2 separate regions of the Zea mays genome follow, and region 2 is linked to region 1. A link is a contact called in public Hi-C data. All regions are on one chromosome and are shown on one strand. Each heading gives the region's core, a stretch centred on a gene start, on an enhancer-like site or on the middle of the called end of the contact. The rest is flanking DNA. Distances are from core to core; before and after follow the strand shown.

Evidence for each region. Hi-C and Micro-C count contacts between places; a contact is called where the count stands out from the background.
Region 2: a contact with region 1 is called in a Hi-C map of ear, with 1.9 times the contacts expected there. The contact joins the enhancer-like site here to the promoter of LOC100191564 in region 1. A contact is called at or near these places in 2 of 25 Hi-C or Micro-C datasets (ear and endosperm).

Annotation. Positions count from the first base shown.
Region 1 is chr7:41,732,641-41,735,305 of Zm-B73-REFERENCE-NAM-5.0, forward strand. It overlaps LOC100191564, which reads right to left and starts at 1,333. Exons shown (of 16, transcript NM_001316917.1): 1 at 1,266-1,333; 2 at 971-1,187; 3 at 771-829; 4 at 588-644; 5 at 458-492; 6 at 241-344; 7 at 1-76. The coding sequence starts at 1,155. LOC100285004 reads right to left here. Exons shown (of 3, transcript NM_001291580.2): 3 at 2,231-2,511. The coding sequence ends at 2,489. LOC103632284 (a long non-coding RNA gene) reads left to right here and starts at 836. Exons shown (of 2, transcript XR_555798.4): 1 at 836-1,348; 2 at 1,801-2,450.
Region 2 is chr7:42,184,236-42,186,900 of Zm-B73-REFERENCE-NAM-5.0, forward strand. No RefSeq gene overlaps it. Among protein-coding and RNA genes, the nearest start is that of LOC541909, 66 kb to the right of the region's middle. Within about 2 kb of position 1,301, at least 19 of the 20 cell types and tissues checked have an H3K27ac peak or open chromatin away from gene starts, as enhancers often do. A contact at or near this core is called in ear and endosperm, where this site is marked.

The DNA.
Region 1 (2,665 bases), core at 83-2,582:
CCATGACGCAAACATCTTAGCATCCCTCTCCTCGTAGCCCAGAGATCCAGGCATCCTGTTGCTGCAAGTTCTTGTCCTGCAATTTAAGGAAAGAAGTCCGGTTTCAGTTCAACAGATACACTTATCCTATTCCTTGTAGCGGAAACTTTGGTATTATGGGTGAATTCATTCCCACTTGTGAGCGATTTCAAAAAAATCGGAACTTGTTTGAAGGAGAAGAGAGGGGGAGAGAGAACGTACCCAGCGGAAGAGTAGATGCCAAGCTTAAGCCCCTTGCTGTGAACGTAATCTGCCAGGGCCTTGATTCCGGATGGGAATGTCTTGGGGTTAGCGACCATGTATCCCTGTCAGCAAGTCGATTAGCATTCCTCTTAAACAAACACGTGCTTCAGCAGTGCAAGAATTTAACTGAAAGTAACTGACGACAAGGTCACGTAGCAGCACTCGTACGTACTACCTCTTTGGTTCTCTCGGAATCCGCCCAGCAGTCATCTGCAATAGCCAATAATGATGCCATCTTTCAGTAACACTGGACAACTGAACCGATGCAGCCATAGAGAAATAGAGATAGAGATAGGATGCGATACCTAAGTTGACATACGTGTAGCCAGCCTTTGCAAGTCCGATGGCGACGAGCGCATCAGCTGCGGGGGTTCCCAAAGCAGGTTGACAGCGAATCAATCAATAGCCATATCATCATCAGAAAGAAAAAAACCAACAATGGCGCTGGTGATTTTTCAGATAGGAGCTGGAGGGTACTGGTCTCTGACCGGTGCTCCGGACGACCGCCTCGTTGATGTCGCACTGGAAATGGTTCCAGCTGTTCCACCTGCGAAGCGGCGACAGAACGCAACAAGAGAAGAAGAAAACCCCACGGAAAGGAAGGCTCAGACAAGACAGCCGGGGAGCGGCGGAAGCCACGCATGCGCATGCATCTGAATCCGGAGTGCTGGTTTCGTTCCTCACTCACCCCATCTGCGGCGTCAGCCCGAGCCCGTTGGCGAAGAGGACGCGCCGGCCGCCTCCGCCTGCAGGCAGCGGCGGCCTGGCGTAGTCCGCAGCGTCGAGCGCTGCCACCGCGGCGGCGAGGCAGGCGGCCAGCAGGAGGAGCGCGGCCGTCGTACTCGGACACAGGCTCTGAATCTCGGGCGCCATCCTTGTTGCTTCGGCGCTGCGTCGCGTCCTGCCTGCGTACTCTGTGGGCTTGTCACCATGCCGGTATCCGTATATATGCGTGCGCTGGAGAAGAGGAGAAGGGGGCGTACCAGTGCGCACGCGCTGCAGTCTGTGCGGCAGCGGTACTCCAGCTTGTCTGACGCGTGACGGGCCCGGGGTGTCGGACGTAGCCGTAAGCTTTCAGTTTCCGGTGCATTAACCATCTCCAACTCACCAACAGAATTTTTACAATTGATGGCCTTCGTTTACCGATGATCTTCATTTATTGATAATATCTTTTTCCTTCTTCTTCTTCCCTAACAGATTACCAATATAATTCGAACTTTTAGATAGCAGACTAGAGATAGAATAGGAGACACGATGAGTAATCTGTTATATCAACTATGTTTCTTTGTGTACTCAATCTATTTCGTATTTATAAGACGTTTTGCTTTTTTTTCTTCTGTATGCCTAGATTTTATGTATTTGGATATGCAAAAATAATGCATACAAATCAAGACGTCTTATAATTATGCTTCGTTATGTAGTGTATACCAAATAATATAATTTAAAATGCAGGGGGCGGGGGCACTTTTTAGCATTGAATGAGCTAATCTGTTTGAGATCCTCTTGCATCCATGGCAGGGGAGAGGTGCGCGGGAATCGCTCAATTAAAAGCCGTGACACACGGGCGACAGCTTGTTGTGGACGACAGCTTGTTGTGGGCGCCCTGCATGCGGTGATTTGGTCTGCTTGCCTCCTGCGATTAAAATATGATTTCTCAAATCAAAACAACAGGTATGGCAATTAAAATGCGATTTCGAACGAACCCAAAGTTTCGCCGTGACTGGTTATGAACGGCAAATGTGTTGTCAATGTACAGGCAAAAAAAAAGTAATCTAGCAATACAAGCATACAACCGAATCACACCCCGTCAGTCCGTCACAGTTTTCATCACTTCTGAATGAATGGATGAACGACGGCGTAACTATGGACGCAAGCAACCCTCCAGCCGTATAAATAGATATACCTCTGCTCAACACCCATCATTTTTGGACCGTTGGAGGCAAACAAGTAACCAAAAATAACGCTGGCATAACACGCATGCATTAGATTCGCCACTTAGGACCCATCAACATATTGCTGCAGTGTCTCAGTTCTCAAATCAGTCCCCAGTTCAAGCGTTACAAATTATACAGCTCAGGTTCAAAGGAGGCACACGACATACAAACGTTAAGTCTGACATTTTCATTTCCCCCAGAAGACTGTTTACATAGGTAATGTGGCGAGTAATAGATCAACCATCTTCAGTGTTTTCCCTTGTCTTCACTCTTCAGCGCGCTTCATATTGGACAACTGTACAAGAAACATAACGTTTGGTGAGGCCCACATAGGAACAAAGGTCAAATTCAAAATAGAAATCGAATTCAGAAGTATCAATCTAATAGTCTAATAAAGCATGACATCAAACTTCACACCAAATTCAGCCATCGTCTTATAAGTGGCCAGA
Region 2 (2,665 bases), core at 51-2,550, 450 kb after region 1:
CCGCCAGTGCTAATGATATTCACACTGGCGGGCTGCTAAAGATAACCGCCAGTGATAATGTTATTTACACTGGCGGTTGGCAAACAAACCGCCTGTAAAAAAGGCCGATTTCTACTGGCCCCTAGCACTGGCGGCACTGGAAAACGCCAGTGCAAATAGCTCTAGGACCGCCACTATAGAGCTTCTGTGTACTAGTGAATGTAGCTTTACTATCTATTTTGAACACGGCCATGAGGCACATATGTTGCAAAATGATCAAATGCAACAAAATCATTTGCATGCGATACATCTTGTTGCCACGAGTCACGTGTGTGGCACTAGTGTTTGTTGCCATAAAGTATCTTGTGTTAACAAAGACATTTACAACATAGTCAAACGTGGCATTAACACTTATTACCATGAAATCTGTTGTGGCAATAGAGTTTTTTTGTCAACTATCTTAAATGTCGCAATATAACTTCTTGCAACAGAATAGTGCATTTGTAACAATGAACGGCCGCAACACTTGAATACGTTGCAACGGACATAGTAATTGCAACGAAACATAAAATTGTTGTCATATCCTATTGCCACTCATTTTTCGGCAATAGCAACCAGGCAACAGAGGTTGTTGTATCGCAATTGGTACCTATTTCAATGATTTATGGTCTATCGCAATGATTTTTATCCATTGCAAGAGGGTGATTTTTTAGTAGTGAACATTCTTTCTTCTCCTCATTCTCACCCAATGTAGCCGACTACTAAACTTGAACTAAATTTCATTCAAATGTCCCCCAACACCAAGTGAGCGAGGGTCACTAAAGTGAGTGGGAGCAGCCGCATGGGGCTGCTGAGTAGAGAATAGTTTTTTTGCCTAGGTATTTTGTTAGTGACACATATTTATAAAACATGTCACTAAACTGATTGTGTTAGTGTTAGTGACTAAAGTGGTCGTGTTAGTGATTTACGTGTTGCTGATCAGATTCAATTAAAGACATAAAATCTGTCACAGGTTTTACACGCGACACTAATTAACTTAAAATCATATCACTAAATACTATCGAAACCGATTGTTTTGCTGAGTGTCGCAAGCACTTGCGGAAGCCTCAAAAATATTTGGCAAACACTAACACTTGGTAAAGAGAGGTCGGTGATACGTATATGTCGATGCGAGCAAGATCTATCTGTTTCCCGCCATCACATGGCGCGCCGGTAAATGGCGGAGGCGGCCACCCATCCAGACACGGGAGAGCCCGCGAAATTAAACCGACGGTTGTAACCGCCCGGCGACCGGTGGTCCACGGCCACGTTCCTGCGCGAGGTGTGGGGGGGCATATGGTCCGGACTCCGGATAGATCGCGTGATAATCTGATGGTTGCTTCCATGCATGTGGAGTCGATGGAAAAACAAACAAATAAATGCGCGCCGACACTCGGTCGGTACGAGACGACAGGTCATGCATGTGCGTGTGAACCATGCATGCTGGTTTGTCAGCCTACTCCGTCGTCGTTCGTCAGTCAGTGTCAGCTTATTACGCCGGCCGGGGGCAGGGATAACGCGCGCAAATCACTCCGACATGCTGCCGTCGGTTCGATTGGCAACATGCAAAACGTAAGGCACGCTTTGTAATTTTATATATACATAAAAATAAACTAAACTATAGTGGTCTCATACTCCTGTATACTCGTATCGTATCTGCCGACACGCAGACACGTAGCCGTGTTAGAAGCAGAAACATGTATTTTGTAAACGCTACCAAGGTGATGGGCCTGATGGCTTTTGGTCCCATTAGAGATCGAAGAAAAATAATGCACCAACAGCAGGGGCCCAGCCTCCCTCCCAGGGCCCGTGAGGCCGTGACCACCATCCATGCATGTGATGCTGTGCAGAGGGTTGCTTTCAGCTCCTTAACTTGGCTCGCGCCTCTCCGCATCTCGCATGCCGCGATCGAGAATCTCCGCACATGCCACGCGAGGCGGCGGCCGGGCTGAGCGCAACGATGGCAGCTGGCTCGTGCCGCAGCGGCCCGGGTATACGTGTGGCCGTGTGGGTAGGGCCTCTTCCCACGCCGTCTGCTCGGTTAGTTGGCCGCCGCCAGGCCCCAGCGGCAAGCGCCCGCCCGCCGGCACATCCATCCGTCCTGTCGCCGTCGGCCTCCACCGATGCCCTGCAGTCGTCAATGCATGCATGCGTGTACACCAACCAGACGACCGGGGGGGGGGGGGGGGGGGGGGGGGGGGGGGGGGGGGGGGGGGGGGGGGGGGGGGGGGGCTCGCTTGCATTATATTATACTGTGCGGAACATGCGCCATCATCAGTGGCCAGTTTATCATATACTATGCATATATACATACATGGCTTAATTACCGTCACCTCCGAATACTCTACGACTATACGCAACTAATTAATTTAAATCATTTGAAATGCTGACTGTTTTGCTCGTAAATAAAAAAAGGCAGATATTTGTTCTCTTTACTATATACTCGATCTGTTGCTGCTTCCTGTCAGAAAAAGTAGAAAGAGTCCACATATCTGCTTAGATAAAAATAACTGAAACCATGTATGTATAACTTGCCATTAGCTTTTAGAATATTATTCCTAACAAATCAGGTCCTCCAAATGAGCACCAGCAAATTTGCTTTCACCTATTCTGTACAGTTGGCCAAAAGGACATGCAGCCAGTCTGC